Linked DNA regions of Mus musculus: all the other regions are linked to region 1. A link is a contact called in public HiChIP or PLAC-seq and promoter capture Hi-C data. All regions are on one chromosome and are shown on one strand. The core of a region is the stretch at or near the end of the contact, and the rest is flanking DNA. Distances in the headings are between cores, read along the strand shown. Region 1 holds the start of Optc (opticin). Region 2 has its middle 6.6 kb from the start of Gm19497. Region 3 overlaps Atp2b4 (ATPase, Ca++ transporting, plasma membrane 4).

Region 1 (4,128 bases), core at 95-2,594:
CCAGGGCTATACAGAGAAACCCTGTCTCAAAAAAACGAGAGAGAGAGAGAGAGAGAGAGAGAGAGAGAGAGAGAGAGAGAGAGAGACTTTTGTTTCCTTTTTTCTTTTTCTTTTTTTTTGTGAGATAGGCTCTCATGTACCCTAGGTTGGCTTCAAACTTATGTAGTGGAGAAGGACTTTGAACTTTTGATCCTCCTGCCTCTACCTCCCATGGGCTGGGATTACAGGTGTGCACTATCATGCCTGGTGTATGAAATGCTGGGTATCTAGCACAGAGCTTCAAGCATGTTAGACAAGCCTGCTACCGACTGAGCTCTCTCCCTAACCCTACTTGTGGCTACTCTAAGGCCACTCGGTCCTTCAGTCACTTAAACATCCATGGGACGTTTATTAAGTTGTAGTCCCCGGATATTCCTCTCTCTGGAGGTGCAGAAAGGAATGAGGTCCAGTCCTTTGTAGGAACAACCAGTCACTTTGGAGACAAAGTCTTAGAACTTAACATACAATGTAAAAGAAGGACGTTGGCTGGTAACATCGCCTTAGAAATGCAGCATTTTAGAAACACGTTGTGGAAAGCAGAGGGTTGGTATGAGGTTCTGCAGTGTTTTGCCATCAGAAAGCTCGGCAGCTATCTGTATACATATGTGTCTGCACTTGGGTTCCTGGGAGGACATGGTGTGCAGGCGTATGAGCACAGACGTCGTCTGCAGGTCACTCACATCTGTGCAGGCAGGTGGAGGGCTGAGTGTGCTGTGGATACGGAAGTGCCTGCAGCATCGTAGCCATCCATCTGCAGCTGATTACACAGCCCTCCCAAAGCCGCCTGCGCAGGTTTCTTCCTAATCTCAGCCGGGCTGAATGGTAAGTCCCCAGCAGTAGTAAGAGGTCGTATCTCTCTGTTCCCTATTCCCACTCCAAACTGAAATCTATGCTCTTCAAGACCACCCCCAAGGCAGTTTACTGACCACCCGGAAGCCCCTCGCAGCTTCTTTGATCAGAGCCTTGTACTCTTGCCATTCTCTGCCCAGTTCCTGCCACAGCCCCGACTCCATCCCTTTGCTTTTGTGCCAGTGGGCATGAGGCCTCCAACCTTGGACCTTACCTTTTAGATGCTTTTGGTTCCGTCTGGCTCAGCAGCTTCCAGGGAGCTTCTGGTGGAGATGATGACTGCCTGTCAGAGCAGGGGACAGCTAGACACCCCCTCATCTATTGGCCAGGGAGAGGACGAGTGGTTGGCCAGGGATGCATGTGTCTAATTAGATTCCCCATTCTTTCAAGTGCCCTGCTGTTTCCCTTCCTTTTTCCTCAGGGGTCCCTAATCTCATTTCTTCACTTAATGAACAGGAATTCTTTGTGTGGGGGTGAACACACACACACACACACACACACACACACACACACACTCATGGCCGCTACACCTTCTTCTCTGATCTTTGAGGGTTGGTCAGTTAGATTCCAGAAGACTCATCCAAGCTGAGGTTTCTTGGATGGATGGAGCTTGCTGTCCCTGTCCCCATCCCCATCCCCCACCCCACCCCACCTCCACTCCCTCAGAAATAACGACACTGGACTTCATAGATGGAATCCAAAGAAAAAAAGAGCTTGAACTGGGGCACCCCACTCAGCCCTATCCCTAGAGCACTGTGGTGGTACAGCAGGAGACAGGGAGTCGGGTAAGATGTAAAGACTAACTTCAAGCTCACAAGCAGTGGTCACCAACAACAAGACAGGAAGTTCTCTAACTCCCGTAGGAAGAAAGGACAAGGACAGGAGTGGGACATTGGCTTACAAACACCCAAGACATTGTCATTGTGCATAGCCTCTGGCCTGGAACCTAACACTTCTCTCCCAACTCTGACTTTCCATGGGCCCCATCTTTCTTTGGGATGTGCCTCAGATATCCCCAGAAGAGGGTAGGGGCTGGCGAATGTCATCCGGATTCCGCTGCCCAGGCTCTTCTCAGATGCTCTCCACCCCCTCCTCCTTTCCTCTGGTCACACCCTGAATCCCAGCAGGGAGGCCCTCTGAAGACCACCGATACAGGACGAAACAGAGGGCAAAAGAGAAACGATTGGTCCAAGGTCACCCAGGCCTAGCCGAGCACTACATTTTGAGTGTTAGATTCTGAGTTCACAAGGCTCACCTTCTTACAACTTCATCTCAGGAATCCTGAGAACACAGTGACTCTACCCTCAGAACAGATGGCCTTAGCAGAACCCACCCCCAGCTTGCGATGCCAGGTGAGTGGGCAGACCTAATAGACCCCGAGGACTCCTCAGCTGCTGTGGGAAGGGGATTCCGGCAGCCAGAAGAGGCCGCCTGCCAGAACAAGGCTGTTTTGTCTCGGAGATCCCCCATCTGGGAACTGACAGCTTCAGAAACTCGGCTGGGTGGAAGGAGATAAAAGTCACAAGCCAAGAGGACGCCCTCGAAGCAGATGGCACATTTGGCTGGCCCTACCCCTTCATTCTGTTCTTCCAGAGACCCTCGGGCCCCACAGACAGCCGAGACCGTGGCCCCCTCCCAACTCCACGCAATTTATCCCTACAAGGAATATAGATGAGACTGTTCATTCATTTCCCCCTGCCACCTGCTCTCACACTTCTCCCTGCTCTCGGTGACACACCCCCCTTCACACTCCCGCCGCTCCTCTCCCACCCCACCCCGCCCCAGTCGCGCCATCTCGCCTGAGCGTCCGCCCCCGCAATCCCAGGCTGCGCAGCCAGCCCTGCACAGCGCCTGCGCCTGCTCCCACGCACTCCCCGCCCCCCGCCCCCCCGCCCCCCCAGGCAAACCCTGCGATGCAGGCAGGCTCTCATCCTACACTTTCTCCCAGCTTCTATTCCCGCCTTCACAAGCTTGCGGTCGGTCGTTCCCATGGATTTCGGGGGCATTGGTGGATGGGAACGTGGACCTGTGTGGGAAGCGGCAGGCGGGCGGGCACAGCCCCTGATCCACGAGCCTGCCAAGCGCTGCCCTTTAACAGAGACACGAGGTGTTACTGGTGAGCTAGAGGCAACAGGCCATGTGGACACAGAAGTCTGGCCAGTTGACCCTGCTGCTGCCCTGTTGTGGGCAGTGAGAGAGGAGGGCAGAAAAGTTCAGAGACCCGCCTGCCTTTTGGTATTCGCAGCTGAAAACTGGGAACCCCCATCCACTCCGATGTGGACTCCAGCCTAGCTAGCTACCGATTCGTATCTCCTCTCCTTCCAAGTCATACGCTTTCATTCTTCAGAGCCGGCTCACGCGAGACTTCCCAGGCTGAGTTGCATACAGTTAACATCATTACAACTAAGAGAAAAGAATTCGTGCATACACCCCACCCTCTTATCAAGAAATTAATTCCCCAATGGCATGGGGTATGCATCCTCCAGCTTTGAATTCCTTCCTGGGGCCTGCCTGGCACACACCAGGCAGGTAGGGCTGGCCGAGGGCATCTGTTAGTTTTCATCCTCCACAAGACAGCCTAGGTTAGGCGGGTTGAGAATCCCCCTCGGTAGCCAAATCCCCTCTAAAGAGAGCCCTGGCAACTACTCTTGTCCTTTTGAACTTGTGCGTGGCCTGTAGATCTTTCCAGATGATTTAGTCCTTGGCTGCTTGCCCTGGGCACTTCCTGTGCACCCTGTATTTCTCCAATTAGTTAGAAAAGATGACTCTTCCTGCAGTGCCTTGGTGCTGCGCACTGAGAAACCCTCCACAGTTTGACATTGGTGGTTTCAAAGAACATGGCTGCTTTGATTTCAAGTGGAGCTATTAGATTTCTGGACTGACTTTAGGGATACTTTTTTATTTTTTACATGAAGGTTATGAGTTTTGAGGATATTGTCTAAGAAGAGGCTTTGCGACATTTCTTTTAGAAGTTTTTTTCTTCTTTCTTTTCCTTCCCTTCCCTTTTTTCTTCTTTCTTTCTTTCTTTCTTTCTTTCTTTCTTTCTTTCTTTCTTTCTTTCTTTCTTTCTTTCCTTCTTCCTTCCTTCCTTCCTTCCTTCCTTCCTTCCTTCCTTTCTGAAACAAGATCTTACTATGTAGCCTTGACTGGTCTCAAACTCCTAGAGGTTTGCCTGTCTTTGCCATCTGAGTGCTGGGATGGCAGCCACCACCCCTGGCTGCTAGGAGTTTCTTAATAAGG
Region 2 (4,636 bases), core at 789-3,288, 160 kb after region 1:
AGGGAAGTGATTTGCCTTTTGTAAAAACAAGAGAAGCCACTAAGCCCTGAGCCTCCACCCTGAGCTGGACTGGTAGGAGAGGAAGTGGGTCACAACCAACACAGGAGTTTCTGTGTTTTGCATTAGGGCTGGGAAGTCAGGGGCTGGAACTCTGTGCTGAGATGAAGCAATCAATCCATCCAGCTGGTTGGTCTGTATTGGACTAGGAGTTTTCTGACTGGAATGAGTCAAAGGGCAACGGAGACTCTAGTGCATGCCTAGGACCAATAGGCTGTTCCCTACAGCCAACAGCCCTTGTCCCAACTTCCTGTTCTGCTCCGTGTTTAGTACAGACACTGTGAAGGGTGAGTAATCTCAGAGCTGATCTCATAACCCTTCCGTTCAGGTTCAACTATGACAGATAAACAAAGACAACACTATAGAGAACATGTGCACACCACACACACAAGCACACTCACTCACACACACAGATGCAAGCTACCACTGCCAAAGGCAAAGTCGGGCATGGTGGCACATGCCAAGAACTCCAGCACCCCAGAGGCAGGAGAACCACTGCAAGTTTGAGGCAAGCCTGAACTACAGAGACCATGATTCAAAAAAGAAAAGAAAGAAACAAAGAAAGAGAAAGACTGCAAAAATAGCAGGATTCACACACACACAAAGTGTAGGGAAATATAGATGAGTAGTAGAGAGCTCCATTAGCTTTCAAGAGGCCCTGGGTTCAATCACCACCGCTACCACCAAGATAAAAACCACTATAGAAATGGTCACAATGGTCTGAGAAGAAGCAAGCGGTCTAAGCCTGGGCATAAGAGATGCGTAAGGACTGGATTCCAGACTGGTCACCTTTTCTACTACCTGCAGAGAGTAAATTGTGATGTGGTATAAATTCCCTGCCTTTCAGACCAGAAGGCTAATGGCAGCAGGGAGAGATGGGAAAAAGGCTGGATTCAGCATGGCTTTGATAGTAATAATGATGATAATGATGCTTCCTCATAATCTCTTTACCCTCTTGCTTTCTGCCTCTTCTTTCCTCCTCCTCCTCCTCCTCTTCCTCCTCCTCCTCCTACTCCTCCTCCTCCTCCTCTTCCTCCTCTTCCTCCTCCTCCACCGCTGCTGCTTCTGTTTATTTAGGCAGTCCTATATTTGAGTTTCCTGCCATTTGCTAACAGTGTGTCTGTGGACAGTTTGCTTAACCTGAGCCTCTGTTTTCTGACTGATAGCCTAATAATGTCAACCCCACGGAGCTGCCCTGAGGGTTTAATGAAATGAGGTACATCCCACTAATGTCATGCTTTATTATGGGTTTTGTCAGCCGTCACAAACTTAACCCCAGCAAAGGAGAAAGGCAGTAACACTCTCATGCATCCATTTACAGCATTGCTGAAGTCCTACTATGTGCCAGGCCCATTGCAAACATTACAAACACAACACAGGATCCAATCCCACAGCCCTGACCTCTTAGAGTTAACAGCCCGGCAGCAGAAGAGAGAGAAATGAAACTATCATGCAGAGATGTATTCATTTCAACTCAGATGAAGAAAATGAGACCAAAATCACTACCCTGCCTACCTGGGTGAGCGGCTAGGGAGAGACCTCAAACTTCTCAGGTTTGCCCCAAGCTGCCTGTGGCTGGGATATAAGGGTTAGAATCAAAGTAAGAGGCATTTAGGTGTTTCAAAGCATGAGATATGGATACTGAGACTTTCCCAGGATCTCCTGCAGACAATTCCATCTGTCTCATGGCTGGGGGGTGAAGTGGGTGACCTGGTATGATCTGAGGTTCTTACACTGGGATTTGAATTAATAATGGTCAAGGTCCTTCCTTGCAGGGGTGGGGTGGGGGAGATTTGCCCTCACTTTAAGCCCTGAGCCCTCATTTCCCTCCAAAGGGGAATTGGGATCAGAGATGTGAATGCTCCCTTCCTCGTGACTCACCGGCAGCCCTGCCCTGCCCTCCCTCCTTATCCATCACTGTTTACACACTCTCTTAAAAGTCAGGTGTCAAGAGGCAGCTGCTGTTTGTGGTCTATTCTCCTCAGATACAGGAGCACGGACCTCCCACGGCCGGCTGCCATTGGCTAAGGAGAAACCAGAACTGAATCCCTCCTCGCTCCAGCCAGCAAATAGAGAGGGTACAGGAAACACCTGGAGGAGAGGGCAGCTGGCAAGGGAGCTTGCCTCTGCCAAGGAGAAGAAAGGTTTAGGGGTATAGAGCTGGGGGAGGGGCCCAGTGCTTAATCGCACTGTTCTTGGTATCCACCAGCTGCCCAGAACTGACAGCTGAACTACACAAGTGATGCTGCCCCCTGCCCTACCCCCACCCGACACCACACACAGACACACACACACACACAGACACACAGACACACACACACACACACAGACACACAGACACACACACACACAGACACACACACAGACACACACACACACACACACACAGGGTCGATCCTCTTGGGCACTAGCTTTCACAGTGCCAGGACAAGAGCAACCATCCAGAAAGACTCCTTGGAGGGATTTTCATCTGTTCACCTCCAGCCTCTGACTTTGAGTCTCTTTAAATGGAGTAAATTTGAACCATGGGTCCAAAGCATGAAAACAGATTCCTTAAGGGATGTACAAGCTCGTCTTCCAGGAGCACATGTCCACTTATTTGCAAACATATGCATCTAGCTGTCCACCTGTATATGCCCATTTGCTACATAGTATCTCAAGCTGTGGCTCAGAGTGGAGCCGGCTTAACTAGAAAAGCAAAAGGAACTCCCCGGTCCTTGTCCACCCAGAAGATGTTGGCTAGCGCGGAGTAAGCAGACTCAACTTAGGAAGCTCCTTCGCCCTTCTTAGAAGAGTCCCCTAAGAGAAGTGTCTCTTTTAGACCCAGAAAGGGAGGATGGGGAAACCTTACAGAGCAAACCTTACAGCTGCCTGTAGCCATTAAGTGGTGTGTCTTTTCATTTGACTGCCAGTGACCTTAGGCCCACTCTGCACAAAGTTCTGGACTAACACACAAGCCATGAAGGGGAATAAAAGACTTGAGGTCCCTGCTGTAGGGATGCTTATGGTGGGCAGTTAGAAATAGGACCCAAGCTTGTAGATCCCCACGACATCGACAGGATAATACAAGAACTGCTCCTCGAAGCTGGGGGCGTAGCGCAGTTGGTAGAATACCCAGTTGGCAGAACAGAGCTCTGGGTTTGGTCTCTAGCACGAAAACTAGGAGTGGTGATGTCCACGTGGAATCTGGCAGTCAGAAGGGAGAGGCAAGAGCATAAAAACAAGCCCAATATCACCGCCAGGTACATTCTGAGTTCAAGGCCAGGCAGGGCAACGTGAGGAAAAAACGAGAGTATATACTAATTGCATTTAATATAAGTTTAAACAGTAGTAAAATGTGTGTCCATCATAAAGCTCTGGAATGAGGCTGTGTTCAGAAAGTGTGCGCAGCTTTCCTAAGCCCCGAGGTAAGTACATACTCAGCGGTCCGTGCAGTCACTCGGTGCACGCATCAGAAGAGGCAAGACGAGGAAGAACAAGCGTGCATTCTGCTTTTGTTTTTGGTTTGTTTGTTTGGTTGGTTGGTTGGTTGGTTTTTTGTTGTTGTTGTTTTGTTTTGTTTTGTTTTGTTTTTCGAGACAGGGTTTCTCTGTGCAGCCCTGGCTGTCCTGGAACTCACTCTGTAGACCAGGCTGGCCTCGAACTCAGAAATCCACCTGCCTCTGCCTCCTGAGTGCTGGGATTAAAGGCGTGCGCCACCATCCCCAGCATGCATTCTCCTTTTGTTTCTGTTCTTTTTTCTTTTGTTTGTTTGTGGGGTGCTTTGTTTTGTTTTGGCTTTTTGGCTTTGTTTGTGTTTTGACTTTTTTTTTTTTTTAAATAGGGTCTCTTAGTGTGGCCCTGGCTGTCCTGGAACTCTTTCAGTAGACCAGGCTGGGCTTGAACTCACAGAGATCTGCCTGCCATCTGCCTCCTCATAAAAGGTGTGAGCCACCGCGGTCCAGCACACATGTTCTGCTTTAAGACGGTGTCCACCCTCCCCTCCTGGTGATGCCAGCTTTGCTTTCTTCCTCTGTGGTCCAGGCTATTATATCTCAGTGAGCTTAGGACTGTGGTATTGCAAGATGTCAGGGTGAGTGCCTGGGTACACAGGAGAGGTGTTCAAACCCCAAAGAAAGAACTTCTGTGTCACACATACACTGTCAAAGCAGAAAACCTTACAGACACGGGCAGGGCTTTAGGGCAGCAGTTCTCAGCCTGTGGGTCATCAAGATTCCTTTGGCATATCTCTATCCCCCCAAATATTTACATTATGATATTCATAACAGTAGCAAAATTACAGTTATGAAGTAGCAATAAGAATAATTTTATGGCCAGGGTCCCCACAACATGAGGAACTCTATTAAAGGGTTGCAGCATTAGGAAGGCTGAGAGCCACTGCTTTACAGAGAGACTAACAGGAAAGAATGTGGCAAGGTAAGGAGTCCCAACTTGGCATTTATTTCCTTCTTGTGGGTTTGGAATGGAATGAGAAGCAACAGGAATAAATGACACAATGCAATAGAACCTGTGCTTGTCCCAGGATGCTGGCCAGGCAGAGAGTGAGCCTGAGGAGGCTCAGAGAGGTTGCCAGCGTGCT
Region 3 (4,127 bases), core at 986-3,485, 200 kb before region 1:
CACTCTTAAAATGAAACAAACCAAGGGACTGATTGGTTAGTTCTTCTGGATAGAGGACAGCATGTTGGAACAAGGTGACATTAATGGAAGAACTTAAAAGGCAATTCACACAGGTGACTTTCTGTATTGAGGCTGGCCTCTTCTTGTGCATGTGGGATGAGAAAATTACACACAGCAGCTCTGTTATCTGTTTCAACCCCTCAACAGCCAAAGTTCATGAAAACTGCACATGATAAACACTGAGTGACAAGTGACCATGGATACTGTGCACAGGCAGACAAGCCAATCTTCATTCCACAGCATGCAGGGAAATTAAAAGTCCCTAACTGTAATTCAGAAGCCATGCATATCCCTTTCCATCCCACCGCCTCTGCTGTGTCCCCTCCCCCACAGAAGGGAGGGCTGCCTCTCCTTTCCCTAGAAGATGCAGATAAAACCCAGGTATGAAAAGAAGCCTTTCCCTGTCTACTGAGGAAGGCCTGGTGTTCATCCTTCAACTGCACACCCACGCCCAATCCACAGCAACGTTGCTCAGACCCAAAGTGTACCTTCATGCTGCTTTGCCCAGCCACCTGCATATTGTGAAGAGGAACATGACCTAGTGTGAAGATACAGAGTTACCAGGAGAGGAACCTGATCCAGGAGGCTGGCTTCAAATGAGTGGCTTTTCTGCTGGGACAGTTGAAAAGAATGACGGAGACACTTTGCAGTGTTCCTGAGTAAATGGGCAAATATGTTGCCTGGTCAGCCTCCTTTCTACTGCATAGAAGAAGGGACTTGGTGGCTCAGGGGTCTAGGGAAGACTGACTGCGATGAATCCTGGGGGCAGCTTTTGCTTAATCCTAAGCATAAGCTCCTTGGGTGTTTTCGTTGTTTGCTGCTTTGCTTTGCTAATTCTACATGTCCGAACTGTGTCACTCAAGTGTGGCTTTGAATCTGGGTTGGTAGACTGGGATGCAGTGTTGGGGAGGGGTGGAGGCCAGGGAAAGCTGGTGGCTCTAGGATGTCTTCTATTGAGGGAAGTGGTCAATCCTAGTCTGGTTCAGACCCATTCTTCCTTGGAAAAGAAACAAGATTGATGCGAAAGAAATTGTTAGGGAGGAGGAGTGGATGCCGGGTGGTAAGAGTGTCTCTTTAATTCCTCTGCTGTTTAAACAAAAAATACATCCCTAGGGAAGAAGCGAGAACGTGGAGGTAGCAGCGCACACAAACAGCCAAATAAACCAGCTGGGTTTCCTGTCCTGGGTCCTCTCATAATTTTACAGATCCCTCAAAGATACTGCCTACAGAAGCCTCACCATCAGAGCTGTAGCTCTCTCTTCTCTGGCTAAGCCTTTCCCTCCCTGGCCTCTCTCCTCTATAGCTACAGACCCACCCAATGACTGGAGTGTTCAGGGCTTGGAAGGCAAGAGACTCTGCCACTCAACTGTAAGCTCAACCCTGCAGCATACATAAGAAATGTAACCTCAGGAACAGCAGCGAGGGCCTGCTTTCCATCCTTCCGTGGTTCTACTGGCCGTCTGATGGTGAATTTCACCAGTCAGGTTGCCTCTGTTCGGATCTGGGTAAGAAGATCAGGCAGAATGGAAGCTCCCTCAAATCTTTGGGTGGTCCCAAGTTTTCTGTAACCTATACTTGATATATTTGAGCAAGACAAGATAGACTAAGTGAGCTGAAACTCAGTCTTCTCCCTTAACCCTGGTAGAGATGCCCCGGCCAAGGGACAGGATTAAAGTCTGTAGGTTAGTACATAGGAATACCGCCACCTGATGTTGCCATTTCTACATTCTTCGGAGTTCTACAGGATGGCAGGGACCTTTATAGCTTTAAACCTTCTTGCTTCTAGTTTTTTGTTTGTTTGTTTATTTGTTTGTTTTTAACTGGATATTTTATTGCAACAATTATATGTGCATTATGAAAAGAGTTGATTTTTGAAAATTAGGATTGAAGGGTCTGGAGTATGTTTGCGGGCTTGTCCTCTCTCTTGTTGGGGTGATTAACAACCCTCTTATAGGCAAACAAATACAGGAGATAAAGTAGAAAGGGGGGGTCCGGTGGGAAAATAGGGCCACCTTTGGGGGAGGCAAGAACAGTTGTCCACATAGATTCAGGACTTCTAGACACTAAGGGGAACCAGCCACCTGGAAGGAGGCCCAAGCAAGGAGTCAGGGGACTGGGGAGGACCACCTGGCCTAGGGGTGGGGGAAGGGTGAGGCACAGAGTGGTGGGGGTTGTGCCAGATGCTCAACTCCAACACTGGCTCAGAGATCATGTGCTGCCGGACAGCCAGTCACACAGTGACTATATTACTTACTGTGATCTGGGCCTGGAGCACAGAATCCGGTGTGTAAGCAGTATGTGGGGATGAGGAGGGCTGCTGGAGCAGACATGGGAAAAGCATCACCTGCTTCCTGCTTAGCCAGGAAATGTTTCCTGAGGGGCTGATTAAAGGGGTTCACCGGGAGGGAACCCAAAGCAGGTGAGTGTGGAGCACACTTGGAAGCTTAGCTGGTCTGATGAAGGTGCCATTTCCCCATGGGAATACTGTACTTTTCCACTCCCCTTTCATAGGCTAGGGGTAGAGAGCTATGGGACTTCCTTCCAGAGGGAAGCCTCAGGGAACTTGGGGAGATCCGGATGCACAGTCGGAGTCATTTAAAACTGGGATGGCAAAGCAGGTGAGAGGGTTAAACACACAACCGCAACTCCTGGGGTCTCCAGGGAAGGGGCGTGCCGGAGAAAGTAGGTGTGGTCTATTTCTTCTTTGATCTAAACTTTTAGGGGCACAGGGTATGTGGTTTACCAGTTCCTCTGAGCCCACTGGTCTCTGTCCTCTGCCATTAAGTCCCCAGGACAGCCAGCTCTTTCTACCAGAGACATGTGAATGAACAATTCAGCAAGACTCTTAGAAAGGGAGGGCAAGAGCTGGGCGTGGTGGCGCACGCCTTTAATCCCAGCACTCGGGAGGCAGGGGCAGGCGGATTTATGAGTTCTAGGCCAGCCTGGTCTACAAAGTGAGTTCCAGGACAGCTAGGGCTACACAGAGAAACCCTGTCTCGAAAAAAAAAAAAGAAAGGGAGGGCAGAACTAAGAGAGAGAAGAGATTAGTAGAGGAATGTGGCAGGACTAGAAGGAGAGGTTTTTGCAGGGTAAGACTTTTTAGTGTCTTCAGGCCTGCCTTTGGGCCTCAAGAAACAGCAGGTATCACTTTGACCCCACCCTCAACTCAAAACTCTTACCAGAACTTTTATGGGTGGCTAAAAGGCAAAAACAAATTGAAGCCTGGGCAGTCATGTGATCACAGGCCACTGGCAACTCAGGGCTGGTTGTGGGAAGGGATGGATGGGACACTCAAGTATGTAACATGTGTGATGACAGAGGACATTCCCTCACTGGAAACCGTGCTGACTGTCTCCCCTCTGCCTCCCGTTCTGGGAAGGTAAATAGACCAGAAACAGGAAGGCAGTAGCAAGTGTCTAATAATCTACCAGAGGGAGCAGCAAGTCCTACGTTAAAACCGGACAGGTGCCAATTAAGCCTGGACAGACAGGGTTTCCTAAAACGGAATATGCAAAGTATGATACAAAGGCTAGCTGGACAATCAAACTAGACGAAACAATGAGAAGTGGGGAGGGGAGGGCGTAAACTCACAATCCTCCTGCCTTAGCCTCCGACAGCTGGGTTGTATGTGCGCTAATTGGTTCTGGAACTAGAGTTTGATTTAAGGTCATTTCTGAGAGGTAAGACACCACTCGTTGAGCTGACTTCCTCTTTCCAATCTAAGTTACAACTTTTGTTGCCAGCTAACAGTACACTGGTAGCCAAAAAGACTGTTATCAGTGAACAGTTCAGTACTGGCTCCATCAGGACAGACCCTGGCTAAGCATCCCCTGGGCAGAGGCTCCCTCACCCCTAAGTACACAGAGTTCCTAGTCCTGTGGGGTGCGGGGGGGGGGTGGTGGGGGGGGGTGGTGGGGGTGGAATTAATGTCACATCTGAAGAGGCGGAGTTAGAAGAGGAGGGGAGGAACAAAGCAGGACGGGGTGAAACAAAGAAAAACAAAACAAAGCAACTCAAGGAAAGAAGCAGCGAGCAATGCAGAGGAACAATCAGAAAACAGGGTTATC

What was found. Promoter capture Hi-C pulls out the DNA fragments that hold promoters and counts their contacts. HiChIP or PLAC-seq counts read pairs in DNA pulled down with a chosen protein or histone mark.
Region 2: a contact with region 1 is called in a FOXA1 HiChIP or PLAC-seq map of pancreatic cancer cells. The contact joins the enhancer-like site here to the promoter of Optc in region 1. A contact is called at or near these places in 7 of 39 promoter capture datasets (the 3T3-L1 cell line, 3T3-L1-derived adipocytes, the HPC-7 cell line and 3 more), 1 of 15 datasets of contacts at CTCF or cohesin (the NIH/3T3 cell line), 20 of 484 Hi-C or Micro-C datasets (CD8 T cells, the G1E-ER4 cell line, the HPC-7 cell line and 14 more), 27 of 115 datasets of contacts at active chromatin or transcription factors (craniofacial prominence, differentiating embryonic stem cells, double positive thymocytes and 19 more) and 2 of 9 other capture datasets (adipose tissue and pancreatic islet).
Region 3: a contact with region 1 is called in a promoter capture Hi-C map of embryonic stem cells, with 5 times the contacts expected there. The contact joins the enhancer-like site here to the promoter of Optc in region 1. A contact is called at or near these places in 15 of 39 promoter capture datasets (the 3T3-L1 cell line, the C10 cell line, the HPC-7 cell line and 10 more), 8 of 15 datasets of contacts at CTCF or cohesin (CD8 T cells, the G1E-ER4 cell line, the NIH/3T3 cell line and 4 more), 33 of 484 Hi-C or Micro-C datasets (3T3-L1-derived adipocytes, B cells, the Ba/F3 cell line and 19 more), 22 of 115 datasets of contacts at active chromatin or transcription factors (the HPC-7 cell line, SST interneurons, Th17 cells and 15 more) and 3 of 9 other capture datasets (adipose tissue, liver and pancreatic islet).

The regions. Positions count from the first base shown.
Region 1 is chr1:133,905,829-133,909,956 of GRCm38.p6, forward strand. Optc (opticin) reads right to left here and starts at 1,345. Exons shown (of 7, transcript NM_054076.3): 1 at 1,103-1,345. The coding sequence starts at 1,206.
Region 2 is chr1:134,065,258-134,069,893 of GRCm38.p6, forward strand. No RefSeq gene overlaps it. Among named protein-coding and RNA genes, the nearest start is that of Gm19497, 6.6 kb to the left of the region's middle. RefSeq lists an enhancer at 1-915. Within about 2 kb of position 2,039, at least 140 of the 459 cell types and tissues checked have an H3K27ac peak or open chromatin away from gene starts, as enhancers often do. A contact at or near this core is called in CD8 T cells, the N1E-115 cell line, Th1 cells and 10 more, where this site is marked.
Region 3 is chr1:133,707,261-133,711,387 of GRCm38.p6, forward strand. All of the region lies in intron 19 of Atp2b4 (ATPase, Ca++ transporting, plasma membrane 4), which reads right to left. Among named protein-coding and RNA genes, the nearest start is that of Mir6903, 17 kb to the right of the region's middle. Within about 2 kb of position 2,236, at least 12 of the 459 cell types and tissues checked have an H3K27ac peak or open chromatin away from gene starts, as enhancers often do. A contact at or near this core is called in embryonic limb bud, embryonic stem cells and palatal mesenchyme, where this site is marked.